2 separate regions of the Mus musculus genome follow, and region 2 is linked to region 1. Evidence: chromatin contacts called from public HiChIP or PLAC-seq data. All regions are on one chromosome and are shown on one strand. The core of a region is the stretch at or near the end of the contact, and the rest is flanking DNA. Distances in the headings are between cores, read along the strand shown.

What was found. HiChIP or PLAC-seq counts read pairs in DNA pulled down with a chosen protein or histone mark.
Region 2: a contact with region 1 is called in an H3K27ac HiChIP or PLAC-seq map of microglia, with 5 times the contacts expected there. The contact joins two enhancer-like sites. A contact is called at or near these places in 5 of 115 datasets of contacts at active chromatin or transcription factors (bone marrow-derived macrophages, embryonic stem cells, extraembryonic endoderm stem cells and 2 more) and 1 of 9 other capture datasets (liver).

Annotation. Positions count from the first base shown.
Region 1 is chr12:102,414,518-102,421,188 of GRCm38.p6, reverse strand. All of the region lies in intron 2 of Lgmn (legumain), which reads left to right. Among named protein-coding and RNA genes, the nearest start is that of Lgmn, 22 kb to the left of the region's middle. Within about 2 kb of position 1,443, at least 79 of the 459 cell types and tissues checked have an H3K27ac peak or open chromatin away from gene starts, as enhancers often do. A contact at or near this core is called in microglia, where this site is marked.
Region 2 is chr12:102,715,345-102,722,840 of GRCm38.p6, reverse strand. All of the region lies in intron 1 of Gm30296 (a long non-coding RNA gene), which reads right to left. Among named protein-coding and RNA genes, the nearest start is that of Gm30296, 8.3 kb to the right of the region's middle. Within about 2 kb of position 2,735, at least 22 of the 459 cell types and tissues checked have an H3K27ac peak or open chromatin away from gene starts, as enhancers often do. A contact at or near this core is called in microglia, where this site is marked.

The DNA.
Region 1 (6,671 bases), core at 194-2,693:
TGTAAGCACACATACACACTTATCTACAGTATAAACACATACCTAATCACAAATGTATAAACACAGAAAAATATTTAGGAAATTAATTTTGACATCTTGTTTAAACCAGAAGTCCAAATGAATATCAATTCATCATGTAATTAATATCGAAATTACCACTGAGATAGCCTGTATCCTTTAACAAAAAGTTTCATTACATTTATTTATGTATGCATGAATGTGTGTATGTGTGTGGGTACAAGCCTATTACGACACGTGTGTTGAGGTCAGATGATAAACTTGGCAGGTGTTGATTCTCTCAATCTGCCATGTGGGTCTCAGGGGTCAATCTCAGGTTGTCAGACTTGGCAGCAAGTACCTTTATCAGTAGAGCCACCTTGCTGGCCCCTATATCCTTTTTAGTATGTACATGATCCCAGGGTGTGTCAGTTTAGATTATCCACGATGCATGTTGTTTGGCTGCTGAACAGCCAGTGACCAGCTGTTGGGAGGTTGGCACAAATGGAGCTGTGTCCCTGTGAGTGTCGGGGTGCTTGGCTTCCATATCATCAAGGGTTGGCTTTGGTGAAGTTCTGACTCATCTTGAGTGGCCTCTGTGTGCTGGTCCAGAAAGGAAATTTAGCCCGATTAAGAGCTGTTATCATAACTGATTGCTTTTCCTTTGAGTGAAAAGATAAGTTAAGCCCCGAGACCACAGGCAGCAAGTATGCTGGCTCATCAGCCACTTGGTTTTTATACAACCAACGTAGGAAAATACAGTGGCTAAACATTACCTGGAGGTTAAATCATTCACGGACTCTCCCTTGATCCTGTGCAGGTTTTAACTGGATGTATTTATAGGGGCATGAGGTTCTTTAGGACTGATAGATTTGGCAGGCCTCAAACCCAAGATATCCTCCCGCCTCTGCTGAGACTAAAGCTGTGCGAGCGCCACCAGGCCCGGCATCTCCTCAGTGTTTTAAATAGCAAGTGTGGAGAGTCCTAGGATGGCCAGTTAAACTCAGGCCATTTGACTCAAACCCATGTTTTCAGTTTTGAGGTCCTGTCTCCAGACAAGTACTGGTTGTTACGAAATGGTTATTACCACAGCTCCAGGTTTTTAGGGTCACGGGGCATGCAAATAACGAGGGAAGGACCACCAAAGTCAGAAATAAACTAAAAGCAACTTTATTCACTGTGAGGGGGTTGGTGGTGGCTGGCGCTTCTAATGGATAGGATCTTGGTCAGTCTAGGGAGATGACACAATGACCTTGAAAGGGTGCGAGCAGTCTCCTTTGAAGCATAAATCCATGGGCAGGGGATAATAAAGGAGTTTGTATGCTGAGGGTTAGTTCTGCAGCCCAGGATGTGGTGAATAGCAGGACGGTGGTACAGGCTCAATGCCAGGGGCCAGCCTCAGCTTGGTCTGGGTGTCTGAGAGTGGCAAAAACAAAAGACTCAAGTCAAATCCTGTGTCCAAGCTGGCGGCCTATGTTCTGCTCCAGATGGCTGCCTAGATAGCTCTCTGTAGACAGTTCTTGGCTTTGTAGTCTGCTCAAGACAGCTTTTCAGACCCCCCTCCCTCTGTGTGTGTGTCTCTCTCTCTCTCTCTCTGTGTGTGTGTGTGTGTGAGAGAGAGAGAGAGAGAGAGAGAGATCTGCTCTAGATAGCTTTTTCTTCTATTCTAAAAAACTCTGGTTGAGACAGCTAAGTTTCTGCTTGAGACAGCTTTCTCTCTGCTAGTAAAAATTCTAAAAGCTCTCTGGATAGCTGATAGGTCTTCTGATCAAGTCAAAAATCCTGTTAGAAAAATTCTAAAAGTAATTCTTTCTAATCAAAGTCAGAAAGCCAGAAAAAAAAATCATAAAGAGCTGGGGTTGCTCTTCAGAAAGCCTTCTTTGGATAGGTGCTAGACAGCATTCTACAAGAGCTGTGTCAGCTCTCTAGTAATTCTTGGGATTTCAGAAATCCTGTCAGAAAAAATTCTAAAAGAGCTGAGTTTGCTCTTCATGGATTTTCTTGACTAAAATCAGCAATCCTGTTAGAAAAAAAAAAAATTCTTGAAGAGAGCTGTGTTTGCTCTCCAGAGATCTTCAGATAGCTCAGCTCTGGCAAAAAAACCAAAACCAAAACCAACCCCCCCCCCCCCATCAGTTTCTGCCGGCTCATCTCATGCAGACCAAAGCCCACATTTTATTTACATATCAATTCAGTTATTCCAGGTTCCCTCTTGACCCTCTCATGAATAAGCATTCTATGACTCTAGCCTCTTGCTCTTTTATTGTTTGTTTGTTTGTTTTGAGACAGGATTTCTCTGTGTCACACTGGCTGTCCTGGAACTCACTCTGTAGACCAGGCTGGCCTTGAACTCAGAAATCCACCTGCCTCTGCCTCCCAAGTGCTGGGATTAAAGGGGTGCGCCACCACTGCCCTGCTAGCCTCTTGATTCTTAAGAAGAGACAGCAAACATAAGCACAGACAGTAAGATGCTGGGTGGGACCCTGCCCGGGAATCACCATTTTAACCATGCTTGGACCTAAATTTGTTCTGACCCAGGCTGACGTTGAACTCTGGAATCTCCATGCCCTTGTATCTGCCTGTCTTTGTATCTTTCTGGCAAGCTGGCTCATAGTGTAATTGCCTCTGCTCCTTTAGATCTGTGAAGCTCCTTATACAGTTCATATTGCATCCTTACGTTTTTGCATAGTTCAGAAGTTATATATTTTGGAACTTAATGTTCCTTTTCCACAGCCTTAAGCGCTGTCCTGAAGGTCCCAGCGGTTACCATTTGGCTGAGACATTAGCCACACCTTTGCCTCCCAGACTCATGATGTCTCTGATTAGCATGGAGTCATTAATGTTAACCGGGAGGACATTCCTCCGAGGACCGTGAAAATAACAAATATTATACAAACAAGCCCTCTCTCGTGGAGGTCCAAGCTATTCCAATAGCAGGAACCATGTTATTCTGTCTCTACCAAGGCCACACTGGACCCAGTCCTATCTCAACCTTTATGGGGCCCATGCAGACCGCGAGGTTTTAGGACAACTGAAAAAGAATGTAAGGCTTAAGGGCTTGCAGTTCCATGGGGGCCGCAGACAGATGCCAGGAATTACTCTGGGCCCTTCACAGGTGTCACATCCAGACAAAAATTCTGTAGAGGAGAGAGAGAGAGAGATCATGTGTGCTAGCTATTTATTTGCCAGTCTCTCAGGTGTGAGCCTTTTCCTGGGAGTCAGTGGGGGCCTTGGCATCACATGCTTAGGTTAGCATCAGTTCCTGGAGAGGGGAGGACTCTCTCGGTCTGACTCAGAGAAGCTCCCAGCAGATTACGCAAGTGTCACATGGTTCAGAGAGACTGGGATGGGCATGGTGGGGAGAGCATGAGCCGTGATAGGACAAGTTTACAAAGCCTCGTTTTCTTCATGTTGACTGAACCAGGCAACTGAAATTTGATGGAGGCCGGTGTGCTAATGCACTCCTTTAATCCCATTGCTCGAGAGGCAGAGGCAGGTGGATCTCTATGAGTTTGAGGCTAGCCTAGTCTACATAGTGATTTCCAGGCTAGTTGGAGTTACATAGTGAGACTGTGTAATACACAGATATTTTTGGTGTGTGTATGTACGCATGTTGGTAGATACAGGGTCTCTTTACATAGCTCTGGCTGTCCTGGAACTCACTGTAGACCAGGCTAGTCTCAAACTCATAGATCCACTTGCCTCTGCTTCCCAGGGCTGGGATTAAAGGTGTGTACCACCATGCTGGACTAATAACAGTTTTCTGATAGAAAAGTTGAGTTGGCTCCTATATATTAATCGGGGCGGGGCAACCCAACCCTGGGAACTCCTGCTTACTCTGTCCCCATTCTCACACACAGGGCACCACCATTGCTGTGTGCCTCCAGGCCAGTCAGCAAACTTTTCCAGGAAGAGCTAGGTAATAAATATTTGTATATTTGGAGTCCAGGAAGGCAAAATGGAGGCGGATGGGGACAGGAGCTAGGCTGCAGGGAGTCAGGGAGGCGGAATAGCAGGATGTGGAAGCAGCAGCCAGTGTGGGCTGGACAGTCTGTCCTTTAGACAGTCTCCACTTAGGCTAGTGTCTTGAAGTTAGTCAGTTTCAAAGGTGCAAAGGTCCGCTGCTTGGGCTTGAAACAAAACATCCTTTGAAGAGAGCACGACAGAGAGGGCTGGGGAGTGCTGGGTGGGGCTGGGATGGGGATGCTGGGCCCAACAGTGATGAAGGTGGGCGTGTTTGGGGGTAGCTGGAGTGTCTGTAGTGTCCTAGGTCTTGCTCAGACCCCCTATTGCTGTTCCCTACTAAACCTGCTGTGTAGGGGGAACAAATGACATCAGCTCCCTTTAAACCTCAGCCTCTTCCTTCGGACTTGGGCCAGGCACTGCAGAACCCCAGCTTAGCTCCTCCCCACTGCTGCACTTGGGTGGAAAGAGCTTGGGAAGCAGGATGCTGGGGATGCAGGGTGCAGGTCAGGAGGGGAGGAGCTCACACACTTGTGAGGGAAGCATTCCCGGTTGGAAAGCCTTTCCCTGTTGCTAAATACAGAGCGCCAGCTGTGTTTAGCCTTCTGGACAAGCTCCCTGTCGCATGCTTACAGCCGGTGGTGATGGGTGAGGCCCACTGTACATGGGACATTGTGGGGGAGAGATGCCAGTATCAGGTCACAGGATTCCTCACTGAGCCCGGCCCACTCCCAGTGCCAGCTTTGAGATCAGCTGAGTCACAGCAGTCTCTGCTCTCTGCAGAGGCTGTGGCCTGCATCGAGGTTATGCTTAACTCAGCATCACCTCCTGTGGCCTATCTGAAGGGAAACCATCCATTGTGCTGTTTTTACTGAGCTCACTAAACTCCACTGTATTTCATATTAACTCCGTGCAGACCCCTTTGAAGTTACTAATGTATGTGGTGGCATCCGAGTACTTCTGAGGACCCTGCCTGCACATAGCCCCCAGCTTCACTTGGAAACGACTGGATGTAGAGGTGGGAGCGTGGGGCAGGAGCCTGGGTTTAAACCCTGATGGAATGAGCATCTCTCCAGGACCCGAGGGAGCTCTGGCATGCACCAACACATCTCTGTGCCTCTTAAAGCCTCTCCTTGACTAAGGCACCATTTCTGTGCCATTCCATCCCATTTCAGACACACAACTCTGAGTATTTTAGTAATTTATGTAGTTGTGCAAACCTTCCCATGAACCAGCAGCAGAACGACAACATCACCCCGTGTACCCTGGGCGGTCTGTCTTGTTATGTCACAGATGAACATGTCTGTGTCCTTGCACAGCATCATAATTTTTTTTGAATAGCAATAAATTCACAGGTGCTACTGTAGCTGGTTGCCCGATAATCCCATCCACTTTGATAATCTGGCTGAGGTGACTTCAGGTTCTTTTATTCCAATCTTGACTACTGATGTTAACTTTTTTTTTGACACTGGGTTTCTGGCTGTCTTGGAACTCTGTAGGCTGCCTTGAGTTTAGGGACTCACTTGCCTCTTTAATCCCAAGTGGGATAATAAACCCAAAGCCAGCGGAAAGGAAGAAGCTGTTGTTGGGGCCTAGGGAGAGGCTCCAGGGACAGCTGGGAGTCCTTAATGCATATGCTGGGTATCAGATGCTGCATGCTACGTTGCGTTGGTGTCTGGTGTGGCCTTCTCATAGGGACCAGGCATTAGGAACTTGGGGAGGTGTTATTCACATACCACAGTTGCTGTTGGATGGTTCTCATTATTTTACAGAAATGAAGATTTACGTATCTTCACAGTTCACACACATACGGCTGTGTTCCACACCAGGATGAGTTGGTGAAGGGCAGACTTCATAATGTGACTCTGGTTCCGTAAGAACGATTGCTTAGGCACGATAGCTGCCTTAGTTTATGGAAATACTGGATAGAATTTCCAAACAATGCAATTCTCTGTGACTGTATAGGTGCTGACTGATGACAGTTTTGTTTTGTTTCTGTTTAGGTTTTTAGCCCTTTGCGTTCTCTTTAGGCTTCGGTAAACTTAGTGATCTCTCTCTCTCTCTGCCCTTGCATGAGGACCATCAAGATCTGTAGTCAGAATGCTTGGCCTTCTGTCTCTGAGCTGTTCTCTCCACAACTGAGAGATGAGGGTTGTGACCTTTGACACCTGAGGACTGAAGACCAATGAGATAAGGTGCCTAGCGGAGCAGGGCAGGGCAGATTGAAGGTGGATACACTTGGTTTCACACTTAGCTGTCCTTCTGTCTGGCAGCTCCTGTGTGCTGGCATGTAGTCGGAGCAGATGGATGCTGAAAACAAGTCTTTGCCATCACGCAGGTCCATCTGAACACAGGTCCATCTGAACGGGCATCTGCAGGCAACAGTCCGGCATGCTGGGTGCTTTAGTTTCTTACTCAGAGCATGTGCTGTCTGGGGTGCTCTGTGCTGTGGCTGCATATATGACATGATGTCAGTGCTGGCCATACACACCCGTCTGTATTCCTGGAATGACACTGTTAGAAAGTTAGGCAGTGTGTTCCCCCTCTGACCTACATTGATGTTCTGCAGAGTGTGGTGTGCATCATCCGAAACAAGGAATATGTGGTCCAAGAATTGCAGCAGGGATGCTTTCTGTTCCCCTTGGTTGCCTTCTTTTGTTTCAGATTATGACAATAGTCTTTTGTTGTTGTTGTTTTAATATAGACAGGAT
Region 2 (7,496 bases), core at 1,486-3,985, 300 kb before region 1:
CCATTTCTAGGTCTATCCATATATCTTTCAAACCTAGAGTTCATGCCAGCATCTCCAGTCCACCCCACACACGGGGTCGCCACGGTCCGGCCTCCTCTGGAATTTGATTGCCTGCCTGCACAGTGAGGAGCTGGATCCTGTTGCATCAGGCTCTCCCACTCACTCAGCCTCCTTGTCTGAACCAATCATCTCACAGTTCACATCCTGTAGCGTGGGCCCCACAGGTACCCCAGCTGCTCCTCAGCCCCCCTCGGAGGTGCTGTGTAGCGCGAGCCCCGTGCACCTGCTCAGCTCTGAACAGCCAGGATTGGGTTTGTCTCCTCCCAGTGAGAGAACCCCAAAGAATCTCCTGCACAGTCGGTTAACAACAGTGGTGCTGGCCTCGGGGAAGCACCAACCCCACACTGCAGGGCCCTGCCAGCCTGTGACACTTGTTGGCTCCTTAAAAGCCAACTTTCCACCCGACCCTCCTGACCCTACCCTCTAGTGTAACAATAGCCCCGTGTCTCCTGTCTGGAGTCTACTTACTCCAGGACCCAAGTCTTAAGTGAGAGGCTTCACGGGGGCTCAGTCCCCTCAATTCCCTCACGGGACATCGTCCAGGACCCAGGGAATACCGTGAAAAGATACATGCGTATAAATTATGCACATACAGAAGGCACACGGAGCTCAATGCCATCGACGGGAGGACAATCCTAGTGAATCTTTCTTTTAAAAATAGGCTTTAAAAAATAGAAAAATTTAAAAATGGGTTTAATCTTTTGTATTTTTAGATATCGGCTATTTTTAAAACGCAAAGCCTCTCCCTCTCTCCCTCCTCCCTCCTCTCTCGTTCTCTCCCACCCCTCTCTCCCACCCCCCACTCTCTGGCTCTTGCTCTTTCGTATTCTAAGTAGAACCCAGCTTTCCCCGCCGCCCTTTTCCTGGAGGGGCCCTGACTTCTGTTTTTCTCTGAGATAGGGTCCCACTGTCTGGTTCACCCTGGCTTCTTTTTGTTATTTTGACTTATTTTTTTATTATTTTTTTTTCAGAGCTGAGAACCGATACCAGGGCCTTGTGCTTGTTAAGCAAGAGCTCTACCACTGTGCTAAGTCCCTACCCCCATGCTGGCTTCATGTGATCTTCCAGCATTGGCTCCTAAGTCCTGAGCACTGGCCTCTGGGGCTTTGCATGCATTAGGCTTAAAAAAAAAAAATTAAACATCATACTTCATATCCTGGTTTTTTTTTTTTTTTTTTTTTTTTTTTGGTTTTGCGAGACAGGGTTTCTCTGTGTAGCCCTGGCTGTCCTGGAACTCACTTTGTAGACCAGGCTGGCCTCAAACTCAGAAATCCGCCTGCCTCTGCCTCCCAAGTGCTGGGACTAAAGGTGTGCGCCACCACGTCCGGCTTTTTTTTTTTTTTTTAATTAAACTCTATTTTCTTGTGTGTGTGAGTGTGCTGACGGGGCGGTTAGGGAATTTGAGGAAGTTGGTTCTTTCTTTCCAGTGTGTGGGATCCAGGAAGTCAACTCCAGTCGCCATTTCCACCTTATTTATTTTTTAAGCCGTGTTTTTCAATGACCCTGGAACTCACTGACCAGCCAGAGTGGCTGGCCAGAAAGCCCATGGGATTCACCTATCTCCCCGTCCCAGTGCTGGAACTACACCAGCTTTTCCATGGATCCTGGGGATCAGAATTCGGGTCCCTCTGTTTGGGGTGCAAGCAGCTTGCCCACGGGTCCATCTCCCATACCCTTCTCCTCCTGTATCTTTGCACTCACGCTTGCTGTCCAGAGAACCCTTCTCTGACATGCCCTCAGCTCCCTGCTTCCTTTAGCTTGTGATCCTCTGCCCCTGGTTTTGAGCTTTCCTGTCAGCCACTGAACATTGCTTCCTCAAAACACTCCGCAAAAGCCCCTCAACTTCATGAGTGTGAAATACATTCACAAGTCGGGCATGGTGGTGCACGACTTTAATCCCAGCACTTGGGAGGCAGAGGCAGGCGGATTTCTGAGTTTGAGGCCAGCCTGCTCTACAGAGTGAGTTCCAGGACAGCCAGGGCTACACAGAGAAACCCTGTCTTGAAAAATCAACCAACAACCACAACAACAACAAAAAAAAACCCCAAACATTCACAGATAAGAAAAGCTACCCATGCCCACAGTTTTCAAAAACCAAAATTATGAGGGAGAATCCACTTTGATTGAATCTCTATTTCTATATATAGTCATCCTGCCAGCTGTCTGCATGGGTACCTAGTCACAGGGACACAGGTGGGCTGATAGCTACTGGCTCAAATTCCATACAGAGGTTATAGCTTATAGCTATAAGCTATATATAGCTGTAAGGTTTTTCTTTGTTTGTTTGTTGTTTTGTTTTGATTTTTGGTTTTTCAAGACAGGGTTTCTCTGTGTAGCCCTGGCTGTCCTGGAACTCACTCTGTAGACCAGGCTGGCCTCGAACTCAGAACTCAGAAATCCACCTACCTCTGCCTCACAAGTGCTGGGATTAAAGACGTGTGCCACCACTATAGCTGTTCTTAATGCCTCAAGCCCCAAGATACCTCAGGGTCCCATGGGGCTCAGTGCTCATTTACCTACTACCCCAGCTCCCGGCCATTAGCTTCTTGAGAGTAAAGATGGCATCTTTCTTCTTTGCCTTTCCAGAGTGTGAACTGGACTCCACCATGCAAATCAGAACTCTGTGAGCCCTGGAAAGGCGTGCCTGTAACTTGGGAGTTAAGTATCCCTCCCTCTTCCTAACAACAGCAAACAATTCTTTTGGAGCAACGACCCGCCTTTCCCTCCGGGTGCGTGACTCTTCAATTCTCTCAGCGAGTATAAAATTCTTCATATACAATGATAAAACTGAGGTGGCTTCTCCCAATGTAAGCAAACTTCTTAGCGACAAAACTGGCCTTCTGAGACGTTCTAGAGTGTCAAAAGCAGAGCGGTTTCATTCCTTATAACATTAACTCTCTTGTGCACGGCAGGATCTTTGGTGCTGGCATCAGTCAACACCAGGCATACTCTGTAATTAATAGCTAGCCTATGCAAATTTCCAAGATGTCCACTAGGTAGCGCTGTTGCACTGGGCAAGAAACAGTATGGTCTTTGCACTCTATTCCCCCTCCCCCAGGCCTCCCATCCCACCCCTTTCCACCCACTATTCCCCTGTACCTGATACTTTTAATTTGTTTCTTGCCTGTTTCTCTACCTCCAGCATGAGCTGCAGGAGGTGCACCCCAATGTCTGGAACAATGCAGGGGACAGCAGGCACCAGATGAAGGAGAGATTGCCTCGGTTAGGTTAACTCCCTAAGAACTCTGTGTAGAAAGGGTTCAGGCGCAACTCTAGCAGACGGGGGATTTGGCAGTCAGGTGACCCACATTCAGTCCTTTTTAAAATTCACCCCGTGGTGGGGAGAAGCTGGGAAATATAGCTTAGTGAGTAGAGCACTTGTCTGCCATTCTCCAGGCCCTGGGTTTTCTTTCTGGGATTAGGTAAACTGGGTGCAGAGAAGCACACCTATAATTGTAGAATACAGGAGGTGGAGGCAGGAAAGTCGGAAGTTTAGGCTTATACTCTGATGCATAGGGAATTTTAAGTCAGTCTGGGATACGTGAGACCCTGTCTCAAAAATAAAACCCACCCGTTAACTTTGTCTATAGTGTTGAGGTTTTCCCGAAGGCTGACTGACCTCACATCATATTTTGGTTTGGTTATAGTTCCTGGCATTTGCACCAATGCCTACATTCCAGTGAGTGGTCCCACTGTATCCTCAGGAAACCCCTGCAGTCTAGAATTACCATGTTCCATTTACAGGTGAGAGAACCAAGACTCTGGTTTACATACTCAGGCACAATGCCTGAGGCATTCGCCGTCCATAGGCAGAAACTGAGATTTGGATGCACCCTTCAGTTATGCTGTGAGTGGGATGGTATTCTTACAAGGCCTGCATTGGACATTATTAACTCTGCCTCCATGATGTTGTGTGAATCTGAGCAGTCAATTATCCTCAGCTTTACTGGTGAAGCATGAGAGCCACTCAAAGATGAGCTTTGACTTCAGGCCACCAATACTGCAAATCTATCCCAATAGGAGACAACCAGGGAGAGTCTGCCCTGAGTCAACCAGATGTGCCCAGGTGTGCTCCCAGCATATTCAGGATAGCTGGGAGTGAGCTTGAGGGCAGCATTGAGGTAGGACTGTCTTATTCTGACCTTAAGAGAGAAGGCTGAGCCGGGCGTGGTGGCACACGCCTTTAGTCCCAGCACTCGGGAGGCAGAGGCAGGCAGATTTCTGAGTTCGAGGCCAGCCTGGTCTACAAAGTGAGTTCCAGGACAGCCAGGGCTACACAGAGAAACCCTGTCTCGGAAAAAAAAAAAAAAGAGAGAGAGAGAGAAGGCTGGAGGTGGGTATCATAGGTAGGGTGCACAGAGCAAGAGCATGGGGGTCATGGCCCCTGATTGGTTAGATTCCAGGCCATTGGCCACACTGTGGCTTCCACACTCCTCACTGTGCCCTCAGCCTCCAGTTAGAAGTATAAAGATTTGATGCAACCCTGAAGGAACCAACCAGGGGTGGGGCACAGCGGGAGAAAGAACTTTTTAGAAGCTAAGGAAATAGTCTCAGAATGGGCTGTCCTGGTAGAGGCAAAAGCTGGGGTGTCAAGTCAGGAAAGTAGCCTAGAGGCTTTAGTAAAGTTGTTTTGTTTTGTTTTGTTTTGTTTTTGTTTTTTGAGACAGGGTTTCTCTGTGTAGCCCTGGCTGTCCTGGACCTCACTCTGTAGACCAGGCTGGCCATGAATTCAGAAATCTGCCTGCCTCTACCTCTCAAGTGCTGGGATTAAAGGTGTGCACCACCACTGCCCAGCTAGTAAATTCTTTAAAGTTCTTTCTGTCACCAAGATGTGGGACAGATGGTCTTGGACATTCCTGAGCAGTGCGACCTGCATGCTTCTTAAGGCTAAGAGGCCTTCTCTTCTGACTGGCCCTTCCAGGTCCTTGAGTGGCTTTCCTAGGGTCAGCATGGAAGACAATTCTATGACTTATTTCCCCAACTGTCCTGGGGCCAGGCCTGCCTGGATATTTCTGTCTCTCCCAAAAGAAAACAAAACTTTACTCACTAATGTAAGCAGGCAATATCTTTACCCAGTAAAACAAACAGGCCAGTTCCTCTAAGCCATGCCCAGTGTTCCTTATATGGCATCTCGGACTGTTCCCTGGGGCCCAGTAGACTTGACCATCTTACTCCCAAAGGAGGGATGGGGACAGATTCCAGGTGGCAGATGAAGGTCACACTCACACTAAGGGGCTTCAGAGGTCGGATGGGGCTCTTCGAGACCAGGATTGCCAGAAATGATACATGAGAACCAGAACGTCTGAATTTCCTATCCGCAGTGATGTTTTCAGTGTGAATAACTCTCATTTGGGATATACTCAAGCTCAAAAATTATTCCTTGCTTATCAGAGTGCAGATATAACCGTCTGGGCTGCATATAAATATGACCAGAGACCTAGAATAGCTGGTGTCTTTAAAGGGACCGGAGTATCTGCCACAGAGGGTGGGGTTAGTACCCCTGGGCAACTAAAACAGTAATGGTTCTTGCTGAGTAGGCTTGGCCACCCAGGGAGTCAATGTCACTTTGAACCTTTGGGAAATACCTGTGACTTGGGTGACTTAGAATTTGACCCTGTAATCCATGCAGGAGGAGCCATGTTCAAGAATGGAGTCATAGGTAACCTATACAGGCCAAGGCTCCCAACCCACACTGTCCAGAATAACCGCACAGCACACACAGAGCTGTGCTGTGCTTCGAACGGCTGCTTAGTTCACCCAATTCCAGCACATCAGAATAACAGGAATTAGTCAGGTGCACAGCATGCCGGGACGAGAGAAGTAAGACGGTGGCCCAGTTAACTGAGCAGGCTAAGTACTAGGCACCCATTAGAGCTAATGATTATTAAGGTGGTCGTACCATAGGCGTCGTGTAAGGGATATTGACAAGAAGGGGGAAAGCAGGATATAAGATTAAAGACACATTGTCCACTTAATAGAAAAGCCACAGAAGGAACTCTGCTAACTGGGATCACATTGGGTAAATGTCACTTTCTCCACATTTGCAAAAATCCTTAAATGAATGTGTTGTCTCCATCAACATTCAAACAAGTGCTGTCTACACAGATCAGTGGTAAAAATGTGTGCGTAGCACCCCTGAGGCCCTTTGAGTTGCTCTCCAGCACCCACACACATGGGTGCAAAAGCATGAAAAACACACACACTCTCTCTCTCTTTCTCTCTGAGAAGTTTCTAGAATCTTCCTTTCCTTCTAGCCGAGGTGGAAGCCTGAATCTACACAAAGCTCTCTCCTAAGGCCCACCTTGCTGTTCTTTCCTTCTCTTCCAGCTTTCCTCTAAACTGAGACTAAGGTTTCATAAGGTCCTCTTTGTTACCAGCACCTGCAAACACGAGCAGTTGAGATAGGAAGTTGAGACACACATACACACAGGCCTGCCTTCAAGGGTAACTTGGCCACAGCGCCTCACTGTTAGCCCTTACTAACGGTGTGACTGTTCTTAATGCTCAAATGTCTTCCACCTCCCCAGTCTCAGGGATCCATGGGGCCCAGTGCTCGTCCGCCTGATACCCCTAACGCCCAACCCTGGACCATTAGCTTCTAAAGATGGTATCTTCCTTCTTTGCCTCTTCAGAGTGTGAACTGGCCTCCACAGTGCTAAATGAGCACTCCGTAGACCCTGCAAAGGCATGCCCATAACTTGGGGGGTTACGTATCCTTCCTTCTTTAGTTTGACATTGTTGTTGTTTTAAAGATTGTTCTTTTTTAAAAGATTTATTTATTATTATATGTAAGGACACTGTAGCTATTTCAGACATTCCAGAAGAGGGTGTCAGATCTCATTACGGATGGTTGTGAGCCACCATGTGGTTGCTGGGATTTGAACTCAGGACCTTTGGAAGAGCAGTCAGTGCTTTTACCCACTGAGCCATCTCACCAGCCCCCTGTTTTGTTTTGTTTTGTTTTGTTTTGTTTTGTTTTGTTTTGTTTTTTAAGCCAGCTGCTTGGCTGTCTCTGATGGGGCCCAGCCTCGGGGGGGGGGGCGGGGGGGGCGCCTGGGGGGGGCGGGGGGGGGGGAACAGACTGGCAGGTGCTGTGTCTATGACAAAGGTAAGCCCTAAGGCCTCCTTCTGTTGTAAATGCTGTCCTAGTTTTACGTATCCAGACACTTAGAACATTTGCCTTGCTGGAACCAATTTCACGCACCAAAAATCTTGGACATGCAACTAGTTGGCTACTAACTATGATGATGATGATGTTTTAATTGACTAATCCATCAATTTATTAATTAACTGCAGAGACAGATGTATGTGTACCACAATATGTGTGTGGAGGTCAGAGAACAACTAGAGGGTTGGTTCTCTCTTCGCACTGTGTGGGCCCCAGGGGTCCGACTGAGGTTGTCGTGAGGTCGTCAGGTAGCAAGCATCCCTACCCT